Linked DNA regions of Mus musculus: regions 1 and 2 are each linked to region 3. A link is a contact called in public Hi-C data. All regions are on one chromosome and are shown on one strand. The core of a region is the stretch at or near the end of the contact, and the rest is flanking DNA. Distances in the headings are between cores, read along the strand shown.

Region 1 (4,207 bases), core at 132-2,631, 550 kb before region 3:
ACTCTTAAACCACTATTTTAAAGCTAAGACCCAAAGGACTTTATCTTTTATGTACTGTTTTCCTTGTTGCTGTGACAAAGCATCCAACAGAAGCAATTTAAGGCAGAACGGGAGTTATTTTGGTTCCCAATTTGAGGGTACAGTGCATCGTGGCAGGAAAGTCATGCCGGCAGGATCATAGAGCAGCTGCTAACATTGCATCTGCCATCAGGAAGCAGATGAACAGGGCCTGCCGTTCTCTGGCTTTCTCCCATCCAGAACTGCAGCTCCCATGTTTAGAGTGGACCTTTATATACTTCACCTAAGCCAGTCTAGAGACAGGCTTATAGGGATGCACAGAGATTTGTCTCTTAGATTCCAGATCCTGTCACGTTTACAATCTGTACGAACCATCACAAGGACTGTGTGAGAGGAAATAGAACAGGTCAGAGACTCTATCTCAATATCCACGAAGCTCAAAGAAACTCATGAGGCTGTGCTTCGGAGGGCTGTGTGAGGCTCCTCTATCCTTCTTGCTGTTCCAGCTGGAATCCTTGACAGCCTAGTGGGGGAGAATAAGCCCTGGTATAGAGACCCCTGGAACAGGGGACGACTGGCTATGCTTAGGGTTGTAGAAGGAATTGAGGTTACTTGGAAAATATAGGACTGCTTTAAGAAGAATTCAGAGCCTGCCTCCTCCCTGTTCTCCAAGCCTGTGGAAACTGGAAGCCATCTCTCAGTGATTACCTGCCTGGAGCAGGCAGTTTCTAGCTCCCTAATGTCGCCAGGAGAGCAATGTCCTCCTGTTTTGTCTGACTAATTCATTTTCACACACACACACACACACACACACACACACACTCAGCATATCAGCAACAGGCACACACATTGCATGCTGCAGGACTTTCAGTTTGTGATATTTTGAGACTTGAATGGTCTAGAAGGGAGGCAGGGGGAGGTCTCACCAATGTAAGGAAGTGAGTTCCCAGGCTTTGCTCTTGCAAGCATCCAGACTGAGCCCAACAGTCCACAGTTACAACACACACACACACACACACACACACACACACACACTAGGGCTTATTCGAATTCTCAAAGGGAAATAGATTTCACTACAAGCAATCCAATACTGTGGCTACGCAGCCCTTTCTTCTACTTATTGCTAGCTACACACACGCTTCATTTGTTTATGCCTTGGGTATATTTTTGGTTTGTCTGAGTCTCTCACAATCTTTGAAGAGTTAATTCAAAGAGTGAGAGAAATAGTAAGGCAAACACCGTTCTCTGTTCCGCTCTGCTCTGTGTGTGCTTCAGCAGGAAATGCATTTCTGACACTTTTAAAATGAGCAATCACATGTATAATCAACTTGGTTAAAACTTCCTTCCTGGTAACTGCAACACTTCCTCTGCATCTGGATATGAAGGGAGCCCCAGAAAAGAGGAAGAGACGAGGTGCCCCGGGTAGGTCTAGATTCGTTTTTTTTTTTTTTTTCCTAAAGTAAACAAATGATCCTCCTCCGCATCACCTCCAGGGCTGCCTCAGGTACGACTGCTTTCTGTTGTTTGCTCTTTGCTTGGTATGACTTGGAACAGTAACACCTTCCTTCTCAGCTAGAATCTTTTTGTCTGGATCCATTGCCGGTTCAAGCTGAGCCAACCCCCGAGCGTCTGAGTTTCCTTGTCTCGGCGCGCTTAGACTGTGTACATCCACAAAGTTCCGTCCAGCAAGGGCTTGCAGGTGCACTAGTTCTTTCTGTTTTTGTTTGTGCGGAAAGGGGCGGCCACAGAGCCCGTGACGGACAGGCTCCAGAGTCGACCAAGTGCTTGCTTGGGAATTCTGTCCAGACAGTGTTTTTGTAAGAGGACAAAGCTACTTAGTCCCAGCCATGAGGAAACCCAGTGAGTATTTGGTCAGCCTTTTCTCTTCTGTACCTTGTATCGTGCTATATAGCGTGAGTTCCTGCTGTCACTGAGGCAGATAACTGAGTTATATTTGTATGCTTAAATTTGGACATGTTTTATTTTAAGTTCATGTCAGTATCAAAATAGTTTATGGTTCTTTTCTTTGTTGGTTATTCTATACTATACCAAAAGACCAAAGTGAATGCTTTAAGCTACCAAGCAACAGTTGTTTGGGACAGTTGGTTTCATTTATTTACTAAGTATAGCTTCATTATATTTTAAAAGGAGGGAGAATTGACTTTTAAAATAGTTTAACCCAAGAATTGTACATAAGTTGAGATCCAATGTAACTTGTCTTTTATAGCTTTTAATCAAGATCTCCTTTGGGGTATATAATTAACACTCCACTGTTCTTCAGGAAAAACTAATTATGGATCTCATTAACATCAATTAGAGAGTAAATGATATTTTCTGAAATATTTTGTTTCAATATTTGAATGTGGTTTAGAATATAATGTAGTACCAATGTAGCAATGTTAAATATTAAAATCAAAATTTTTATGAATCATTTTTATGGATTATTTTTTAGTTTTGGAACTCTGAGCATTTCAGTCATTAGTTGATGGGTTCATAGTTATGCTTAAATACCTTGTAGAGGGCAAATACCTAAATATAGGTAATATGATGGGAACAAATTTGTAAATTCCTGCTATGGAGATGAAAATATTAGGACATAAGGAAACTGAATTATTGTTTCGGGTCATGGGAGGGCAGGAATCACGTCTTCTACTGTGTCCCCTCTAAAGCAGAGGCAGGCCAAACCAACTGGCTCAGTTAAAATTACCTAAAAGTTCATATTGGTAAAGTCCATGTATGTTAGCACCTCCCCCTGCCCTAATATAGCAGTGATAGCTGGAATGCTCTGCATTCCATGACCAAAATGGTATGTGTGGGGACACGGCTTTGATTACAATCTTCACCAGTTTTACTACACTTGAGTTTTATGAATGGAATGACTAGCTTTCTTATATAGAAAGAAAAAATGAAAAGAAAGAAGACAGGAAGTTGACTAGGGAGACTGGGTTCAGACAGTTTGAAAATAGAGAAGATGAAGCAAGATTGGGTGTCTAGGTTAGAGAAGTGTGAGACTGAACAGAGGAAATGCATCGGCATTGGCTTGTTCTCAAAGTGATGTTCAGGGTCTCACACCGCACCTTAGGGACTCAGCCTTTGCCCTCCACTGTACTGTCTTATGCATCTGTGAGTTTCAGGGTACTTACAAACAGTTGCCATTTTGAGCCAGTAAATGACAGACACTGTGCTAGATGAGGGTTTAACATATTTTTGTGCACATGTGAGGGCGGTATATTGTGTGGTGTGAGCATATGTGTGTGCAGGTGTGCAAGTATACCTGCAGAGGACAGAGGAGACTCTCTCCACCTTATTCCTTTCAGACTGGGTCTCTCACTGAACCTGGAGCTAGGCTGGGAGACAGACAGCAAGCCCCAGTAAGTTTTCTCATCTCTGCTCTCCTCCCAACACAGAGAGAGAGAGAGACAGACAGACAGACAGACAGAGACAGACAGAGACAGAGAGAAAACGTTAGAGACAGACAGACAGAGACAGAAAGAGAGAGAGACCCACCCCTGGGGTTACAGGTCCATGGGGACAATGGTAATGCTTATATGGGAGGTAGGGTATGAACTCTGACCTTATGTTTGTACAGGAAGCACTTTTATCCACTGAGCCATCTCTCCAGGCCCATGGTGCATTAAATGAAAACATCATACACACACACACACACACACACACACACACACACACATACACACACACAAAACTAAAGAAACGGTGTCAGCATGGTTTTTTAAAAAGCTGCGCTGCCTTATTTAACTTTTACCTCCATCTTCTATTTGTAAATAATCAAATTTACATATAAAAATCAGGCTCGGATATTAGGTAGGCTACATCACTCAAACAGTAAGTAGCTGGCAGGGATTCATGTTCTGACCAGCGCTGCTAAAGTCAGCGCTGCCTCCATCTTTCTTGGTCCCTCCAGGCCTTGTGCTCACATCAGCCCACCACACCTTCTCTCTGCCATCATACAGGAATGTGCAGGAAGCAGTGTCTCTTGACAAAGCTCTGTTTCTCCACTCCCAGGTCGCATAGGGCATGGAGCTGGAGAACTATGAACAACCGGTGGTTCTAAGAGAGGACAACCTCCGCCGGCGCCGGAGGATGAAGCCACGCAGCGCAGCAGGCAGCCTGTCTTCCATGGAGCTCATCCCCATTGAGTTCGTACTGCCCACCAGCCAGCGCATCAGCA
Region 2 (4,329 bases), core at 191-2,690, 640 kb before region 3:
CACAATTTCATTATTGCTCTTCTCTATTTTCTCTGGATTCTGGTGAAGTTTGAGGGCAGAGGGTTCCAGACTTCCCTTGCTTACAGTATTTTCTTGAGCCTTTGAGTCCAGAAAGCTGAAAACTACGTTTTCCATATTCCACAGTAGATATATTATTTAGATGTTTTTTTTTTTCACATAGGGTCTCTGGTAGCCCAGGCTGGTCTCAAACTTCCCACATAGCCAAGTGTGATCTTGGATCCTCATCCATCCCCCTGCCTCCATCTCCCAGGTACTGGACCTAGATTTGGTTTTAAGTTAGACTTAGATGTAGCCAACCCGATGCATCAGTACAAGCCTTAGCTGGCAGGCACCTCTGGAACTGGCCCTCTCTGCCACTAGATGGGCAGAGGTCTCAGTGCCAGTCACTGCTATTTTGACTGTTATGAGTCCACAGGGCCTGGTTTTCCTGGTACACACTGCAGCAGGGGCAGACCTGTGGAGCACACAGCAATCCTGACAACTTCCTGCTCAGAGTGACGTCCTCACCAGGACATGGCCAACACAGCAGCTGCCCAGTGACACCATTTTGTACTGTGGTTTCAAGAGTCATTTCTGAAAGCTCCACCTAGTGTCTGGTCCTCGGCACACTGTCAACATTTCCACAAGCCGCTCAGCTTCCTAAGTCACGTGAATTCTGTCCCTCTAACTGGACTTAATAAATTAGCAGCCTGGCTTTGGCAGAGGAGACTCGCTTCCATTTGCTGGGCTCTGGATAGCAGGAGTTTTAAAAGGTTGCAGCTTTAGGTTTCTCTATTAACAAACAAACCCCTCAGAAGGGTGAGGCGTGAGAATCTTGGGTTTGGGGTCAGACTGGGCAGCCTAGTGAGACTCTGTTAAGAAGGAAGAGAGGAACAGAGAGAGAGTGAGGAGGAAAAGATGGAAGGGAGGCAGGGAGGGAGAGAGAGAGAAGGAGAGGAAGTTGCTTTCGTGGTTTTGCTTAGTCATTCCAAGGTTAATGTCCTCTTTTAGGCGAACCAAAAGAACTAATCCCTGTGTCGATATTCTATCCAGAAATACGTAGAAGATACTCGTGTATTTTGAAGTCACAACCCAAACATTATACCTTAGTAATGGAATCATCCCATTGGTCAGAACAGAGGCTGTTCTGTAAACAATTTTCTAAACATGATAGATTCGAGTCTTCATTTCTCCAGTTGTTTAAGCCTTTGCTACTCCAAGTGTGGCCTGTAGGGGTCAGCAGCACCGACTCAGACTGCCTCACCAAGATCTGTTTTTAATGGATCTCGCGCTGAGAGTAAGATTAGGCTTGGAAGTCAAAGAGCTACCCCAGGCCTTGAAGAGGGCACAGCAGCCTTGCCTGGCTCATCTCCTTCAGCCCACCCTTCTACAAAGCGGGACTTCAGGGAAGCAGGATTGTCTGGAGCGTCAAATTCCCGAGAGCGCCACCTTGTGGTAATTTTGAGGTATTTTAAAACGAGGCGCCTTAGATCACACTCCCTGCTCTTCAAGTTTATCAGCTTGAAAGTCTGGGGTTTTTTCCTGTAGCCGATTTCCCTCGCCCTTTCTTTCTCGGTCTCTTTTCTCTTTTCTTTATTACAGGAGCTTACCCATCGTCGCCCAGGGCTTGGTTTAAATGTCAGTACATTTTCCGTGGTTGTCATTTTGTGTTTTTACGAAGTCTGGATTTAAGTGACATATTCTGGAGACTACCACATTCGCCAAGGTTCTTTGAAGCAGGGCACCCAGAGAGGCCTGATTTGTTAACTCATTCATCATTTCTCTGGCTTCTGTGGGCACTTAGTGATTTAACCTTGTCTCCTTTTTCTTTCTTTCTTTGTTTTGTTTTTGTTTGTTCGTTTCTTCTAGCTATATAGAAGTTTTTGAGTTAGTAAAGAACTCATAGTCCACTGCAATGGACATCAAACTACTACCACTAAACAGCTGCTTTTTACTTCCTTCATTTTGCTTTCCACTTATCTGTTATTCACTGGGTGTTGTGCTGTCCTTGTGATCAAACGACAATTGCAGGAGCAGATTGGCTCCCTCCACCTTGTGGGTACTGGGGATCGAACTCAGGTCATCATGTCCTGAAGCAAATGCTTTGTCAAGGGAGCCACCTCACCAGCCCTGCTTCATTTTCATGTGGGGAATTTCCATCCGTTTTTTGTTTTTGGTTTTTTTTTGGGGGGGGGGGTTGCTGAAATTCAAATATTGCATCATCTCTAGCAGGTCTAGGTTACACCACACCCTAGCAATGTGAACCTGATAAACTGGTATTTCTGTGAGGGAATATTTCACCAGTCTATGGATTAATCACTCCTGACTCCTTACTCAGCGGTGTGCACTGTAGAATTTAGGAGACCCATGGTTACAGCGTTTTGTCCACTGTATTCAATCACCCTGTTCATTATTCTCCAGGTAACCAGTTTCCCTGTCATATTCAAAATCCATGTAAGATAGACAGAGCCATTCTGTGACCCAGCAATTTTAGTCCTGGGTGTATGCTTCAAGGGTAGTAAGGACTTCTATTCACACAGAGTCTTGTAGACGAATAGTTATAGCAAACATAATTCTCTTGTCTTATTCCTCTGGTTAAACCATTGTGTACTGTATGCAATAAGGATGGAAGGAGTGTGTATCCTTCACTCCACCCAGACTATAAGAAAAGTGCTCTGAGCTTTTCCTCATTTATTATAAGATTAACTATGGGTTGGTCATATACAACCTCTGTTGTGTTTAACTATGTTCTTTCTATTCCTAGCTTGTTCTGGGATTTTATCACAAAGTGATGTTGAGTGTTGCCAAGGGTCTGACTAGCATTGATAGAAATGACCATGTGATTCTGTTTTTACCTCAAGTCTATTTATATCTTGCATTATAAGTTTTGGGCTATGTATGTTGAACCATTCTGCATCTCAGGGTAAAAACAACTAAGTCACAGTGCATAATCTCCTTGGTGTGTTCTTGAATTCAGTTTTCAATAGCTCTGTGTGTGTGTGTGTGTGTGTGTGTGTGTACATGTGCACGAGAGAGCATGCACGCTCACACACACACACACACACACACACACACACACACACACACACACACACACGGTCTCTCTGTGTAGTCCAGAACTCACTCTGTAAAGTAGGCTGGCCTCAAGCTCACAGATATGCCTGTCTCTCTCTCCCAGCTGCTGTGATTAAAGGTTTGTGCCTCCAAGCCAGGTCAAGTTAGGAATAATTTAATTGAAAACTTTTGCATCAGTATTCATCAGGAAAAAAAAATTGAACACCCCCCCCCACCTGGGGCTGATGTGCAGGCAGAAGAGCCAACAGTCTGATAAGCCAGCCAGGCCTGCAACCACCCATGCTGGGTCCTTGCTGCCATTGAGGGCCACATCTGGGACAAAGGTCCTATTGCCACCAAGGTGTGTGTTGATGTTCATGGTCTAATTTACCATCAAAGGCCAGGCAGAGGTCTGTGGTTTGTGGTCTACTACCCGGAGCCATGTTGATCTCCTTGGGTCATGCTGTCCCCAGCGTGGGGGGGGGGGGGGGAAGCAGGGAAGGAGTACATACTGGTCTGAGTAGCCTGCACAGCCACCTAAGGTGATATGTCCACAGGCAGTTGGGGCAGCCTGCAAGGGTCTTGTTTGGGTCTGGGGTCCTACTGCAACAAGGACCTTGTTCATGGTCTATGACGTCACTGGAAACTGTGTAGAAGCCCATGATCTTTGTTCCCATTGACTGTGAAGAGCAAGGAAGCTACTTTTGCTGTTAGATGGATGACTGCATACCCACAGTGGAGAGGGAGGACATACAATCTTCTATGACAACCCCTACACCCACCCCAACCTCCACCCCACCCCCCAAACAGTAACAGCCTAGACAGGAAGGCACTGAAGAGAACTCTTAAAAAGTGTGATGGGATGCTGAAATGTAGCCCTCCATAATTGATGGCTTCTGGCCAGGGTGCAGGTGAGGAAAGGACTCAGTTCTATTTAAGGTGCACGCCACTAAGGATTTGACCGTGTTCCAGTGAGTATATAGATAACACAAAGTGGACTTGGTTTTTGTTGTATTTTTTTGTTTGTTTGTTTTGTTTTTTTTTTCTTTTTTACTTCTTTGGTGGGGGAGATAATAGAGGGCAGACATGGAAGGACTGGAAAGGTATTGTGATTGGGGTATATGATATGAAACTCCCAGAGAATTAATTAAAATGTTATGTGGTGTGTGATGGTTTGTATATGCTTGACCCAGGGAGTGGCACTATTTGGAGGTGTGGCCTTGTTGGAGTAGGTATGTCACTGTGGGCTTAGGCTTTAATACCCTCCTCCTAGCT
Region 3 (4,314 bases), core at 640-3,139:
ACATACATACATACATACATATATACAAGGGCAGTGGTGGCACAGGTCCTGAATCCCAGCACTTGGAAGGCAGAGGCAGGTGAATCTCTGAGTTCTAGACCAGCCTAGTCTACGAATTAAATTCCAGGACAGCCAGAGCTACAACAGAGAAACCCTGTCTTGAAAAATAAACAAATAGTGTGGGATCCTTATATCATATAACAAATTACTTCAAGGAAAGAGCCAAGCTTTTACAAGTTTAAATAGGATAAGAAGCAGAAGTGCCCATCTGACTTACTTCCAAGGAACCAATGAGGACCTCTGCAAAGTGATTTTAACATTATAGAATGGGAGTGTTTGGATTCTAGACAGGAATAAACTCCACAGCACAAAGGAAGGGAATGTCCTTAAAACAAAGGGCTTTATTTAATTGCTGAGACTTTACTTAATTGTATTTGAAACCACAGAAGGAAAAAAGCAAGCATAGTTTTAAGTTCAGTTTAAGCTCAAAGGCTGGACAGCTATTAAACACACACACACACACACACTCGTTTCAGGATTTTGAAACTTGGTTAAATTTAAATTTCAATTAAGACACAAAGATGAGGTGCATCAGGCAGAAACTCTAAGAATATACCACAACCTAACTCTGAAAAACATCACTAGTCTTGACAAGATATAAAATATCTATTAAAAAGATATAAAATATTCAACAATCAGGGAAAACACCATAATTTAAATTTCAGTTTGATCCTTTAAGCCACTCTTATGTGGAAAATTAAAAAAAAAAATCTGTTCCTACTGTATGCAGAATACTGCTTTTAACTCTGTGGAATATAAAAAGAGGTTCCTATGCTTGGCTTGGTAGCCTTTGATCCCAGCAGGTGGTAGACAGAAGCAGGTGTATCTCTGTGAGTTCAAGGCTAGACTGACTGATCTACAGGGAGTTCCAAAACAGTCAGGGTTTCATAGAGTAACCCTGTCTCAAAAACAAGGGGGAAGGGGATTGGGGAGGAGGAGGCGCAAGGGCCTCGGAAGCAATTAAGGTGATAAATGCAAACGCTTTTAATAGATGAAAGAACTTAGTGTCAACTAGAGAAAAGATGGGATGATTAAGGCCTAATACCTTTAGCAAACTGAATTTTGTTCTGTCTCTCAGATTGAGCATTAATACAACCGAACTTGACTTTCAAGCGTACTATACTATAGAAAGGTATATAGTTAATTTACTTGGGATAATTTCTCTTCAAACTACCAGTAATCCTGACTTCAGTACTCGACATGTATGGATAACAGAGGCACCTGCATAGCCCAAGAACTGAACACGGAAATTTCCAACTCCACATTTTGCATCCTCCATCCCTTTCCTTAAGCAGCGAGCGGTCTGTCACCTAGGGTGAGTTCACACTTCTGGGCACGGACAGTGCAATCCTTGGTCAGGAACTGAGCAGCAGTAGCGGCTATCAGCCCCGACCACGTCGTGCAGGAACTACAGCGATGTCCCGGGCGCATCATGATCCAGTGCAAACCCCAGCAACTAGACACCAGGTGTTTTCCCCAAGACACCCACGGGAAGAGAGGAACACGTTCCCCGTGAAACTGGGGGACCAGGACAATCCCGGACGCCAGGGGGCCGGGCGGAGGGGAGTGGCCAAGTCCAGACAGGAAAACTTTGTGCAAAGTGACCGGTAGGATTCTCGGACTCTGCGCAAGGCAGGGCGACCCAGGCCGGGCCACCGTCCGACGCCTTACCGTCCTGCAGGATCGCCTGCACGGTCGCCGCCACTACTGCGGAACCCGAAGCCCCACGGCCTGCTACGGAAATTGTGCTGTCTCCACCTTCCATGTTGGCAAGTGCCGGGTTGATGACGTCTTGCAATCGCCCCGCCCTCCAAGTGACGCAGAATCAAGGCGCCGCCCCACCTGCCCGGCCCGGGTTGCGTTTGGGAACCTAAGTACTACAATCCTACGTGCAAGGAAAGACAGGTCGCCGCCGGGGCCTTCTCCCATTCCGCTCCGGACGCAGCCACCGCGCCGATCTCCAACGCAAGTATTGGGCCTGAGAACTCCGGCGTGGGGAAGAGGCTCTTGGGAGCGTCACGGCCCTCCTCGCCCAACACGTGGGAGCTTAGGGCTGCTCAGCCTTACCTAGTCCCCGCCTGGAGTGGCAAGCCCGGGTAGCAGGCAGTATATGCTGGGGAAGAATAGTTGTTAAGCTCTGCCCTTAAAAATAAAAACGTTTAAATATTCGTAACTATTTATTGAGTTGGTCTGGAGCTACTCTGCATTTTGCATTCCCTTAACATCGCCTCAGAAGATTTTTCCCTCCTGTGTTTGACCTCAGTCACGATGCGGTAGCGAGAGGCAGCGCGCCTAGAGTTGCATTAGATTTCAGTATGCATAGTTTACGAAACTACTTTGTTTGTAATAATCATACACGACGAATAGCATTATCTGAATTACAGGATGATTTTCTTTCCTTAGCTTTCTTGTTTTTCACAAAAAAAAGATTGACTTTAGTCTACATATTAATATGCAATAAAGTTTTTAACGCCCACTATACATACCAGCACAAGTTTTCAAAAAAAAAAAAATTCACTTATATTTTAAAAGGAATTCTAGGTGTAGAAGCACATATTACCAAAATATTATGTCCGGTGCTGCATGCTTTGGAGAACTTTAAAACAAAATATTGATACCTTCATCCCATAAGTTCAGAGAGCTGTTTTTGGTCTTGGATGTGACTTAAGCATTTTTATTCCTAAAAGTTTCTGCATCCTAATTTACTATCAAGATTGAAAGCTATAGCTTATTCAAGAAATTCATACTGAAGCAGACTTTGCCATTTAGTCTGGCCACAAGAATGAGTAAGAGCAAAATCATGCTTTAGAAAGTCAGTCATGACGCCATTGCCGATCACCACCTCCTAGTGTGTACCAGTTCTGTAATGTGTAAGATTCTTCCCTCCTTTGCAAATAGTCTCTTAGTGGTTTACTCCGTGTTTATTCCTCATATCGACATAGCCCATCTCTGACTTAGCTTAATTACGCTCCCATTTTCCTCTGAACAGTGTTGACACTTCCAAAGATTTCTTGCAAGCCATGACATCCTTCAGTATATTGGCCTTGTGTTCATTTAGCCTACTGCCAAACATTAAAGACTGAATTTTGAACAACTAGCCTTTTATAGAGTTAGCTTTTATCTGGCAATAGATTACAAAGGCCAAAATGGAATATAAAAACAAAAACTATGAAGTCAAAAGCTTTAAGTACAACATGAAAAATATTAAACAATTTTATCACTTGTACTTTGGGCATAAAAGTTATTTACGGTGCACTTACTTGGTAATAACTGAATATCTTCACTGGTAATAAATTTAGATTATTTAAAATAATAAAGTTGTTTCTGCCTTCTGATTCACAAAAAAACTAGAATAAAAGTATCAGAGTTTCTTTTTTAAGTTGTATGTGTATGTATGTAGATGAATATATGTGTGTGCTACAAGTCCCCTCAGAGGCCAGAGGTGTAGGACCCCCTGAAACTGAGCATAGAAGTACCATGATCCTCCCAATGTGGGTGCTAGAAACTGAACTCAGATCCTCTGCAAGAATAGTCCATACTCCTAACCACTGAGCAATCTCTCTAGCCCCAAAATACCAGGATTTGTTTTGAAATACGAGTTTCTATTACTGCCACCTAACTTTCCTTTTTTTCGGTTTGTCTATCATACAAAGTATTTTATGGGAAGCAATTAAAGCCAGATCCCTTGGTTTAATCATGAAAGTAAAATGCATGAAATTAAAAACGAATCTGAAGTTGGGTATGGAGGCACACCAGGGTAATCCCAGCACCGGCAAGGTTAGGTTAGCAACTATGTAAGCTAGCCTGGTATATAGCAAGATCCTGTCTCAAAAAATAAGCAAAAAAGTAACAATCAAATCATCACATGACACACACAGGGAAAACCTAGTGGTTTCCCATATCGTCTTTGAAAACTACTCTGTGCAGTTTTTCACATTTATTGATCCTGTAAGTAGAGGCAGAATTTGGGAAGATATTCTTTTATTGATAAGGGGGAAAGAAACTCAAATTATTTCTGAGTACACAAGCTCATGAAAGATGAAATTACAAGAATAATAGTTTTGGGTTTGTTTGGTTTTTTTTTTTTTTTTTCCAATACTGAAATTTAAACCCAGGGTCTGCCACATGCAGCAAGTATCCTCCCATACAACAGCTATGTGACCAGCCCAGTGATGGGGATTCCAAATACTGAAATGCATAATTCTCTTTGCAGACTGTCTTTTTCAGACTTGAAACTAACCTGTACACATGAGA

What was found. A called contact is a pair of places that touch in the nucleus more often than the background predicts.
Region 1: a Hi-C map of B cells shows a contact between it and region 3, with 5 read pairs. The contact joins the promoter of Pik3cg here to the promoter of Dus4l in region 3. A contact is called at or near these places in 1 of 39 promoter capture datasets (pre-B cells), 1 of 484 Hi-C or Micro-C datasets (B cells), 3 of 115 datasets of contacts at active chromatin or transcription factors (CD8 T cells, bone marrow-derived macrophages and effector CD8 T cells) and 1 of 9 other capture datasets (pancreatic islet).
Region 2: a Hi-C map of CD8 T cells shows a contact between it and region 3, with 6 times the contacts expected there. The contact joins the enhancer-like site here to the promoter of Dus4l in region 3. A contact is called at or near these places in 1 of 39 promoter capture datasets (pre-B cells), 1 of 484 Hi-C or Micro-C datasets (CD8 T cells) and 1 of 115 datasets of contacts at active chromatin or transcription factors (acute myeloid leukemia).

What each region holds. Positions count from the first base shown.
Region 1 is chr12:32,205,833-32,210,039 of GRCm38.p6, reverse strand. Pik3cg (phosphatidylinositol-4,5-bisphosphate 3-kinase catalytic subunit gamma) reads left to right here and starts at 1,381. Exons shown (of 11, transcript NM_001146200.2): 1 at 1,381-1,522; 2 at 4,042-4,207. The coding sequence starts at 4,054.
Region 2 is chr12:32,289,207-32,293,535 of GRCm38.p6, reverse strand. No RefSeq gene overlaps it. Among named protein-coding and RNA genes, the nearest start is that of Gm33308, 45 kb to the right of the region's middle. Within about 2 kb of position 1,440, at least 191 of the 459 cell types and tissues checked have an H3K27ac peak or open chromatin away from gene starts, as enhancers often do. A contact at or near this core is called in CD8 T cells, acute myeloid leukemia and pre-B cells, where this site is marked.
Region 3 is chr12:31,652,401-31,656,714 of GRCm38.p6, reverse strand. It overlaps Dus4l (dihydrouridine synthase 4-like (S. cerevisiae)), which reads left to right and starts at 1,889. Exons shown (of 7, transcript NM_028002.2): 1 at 1,889-2,025; 2 at 4,274-4,314. The coding sequence starts at 4,309. Cog5 (component of oligomeric golgi complex 5) reads right to left here and starts at 1,846. Exons shown (of 23, transcript NM_001163126.1): 1 at 1,732-1,846. The coding sequence starts at 1,825.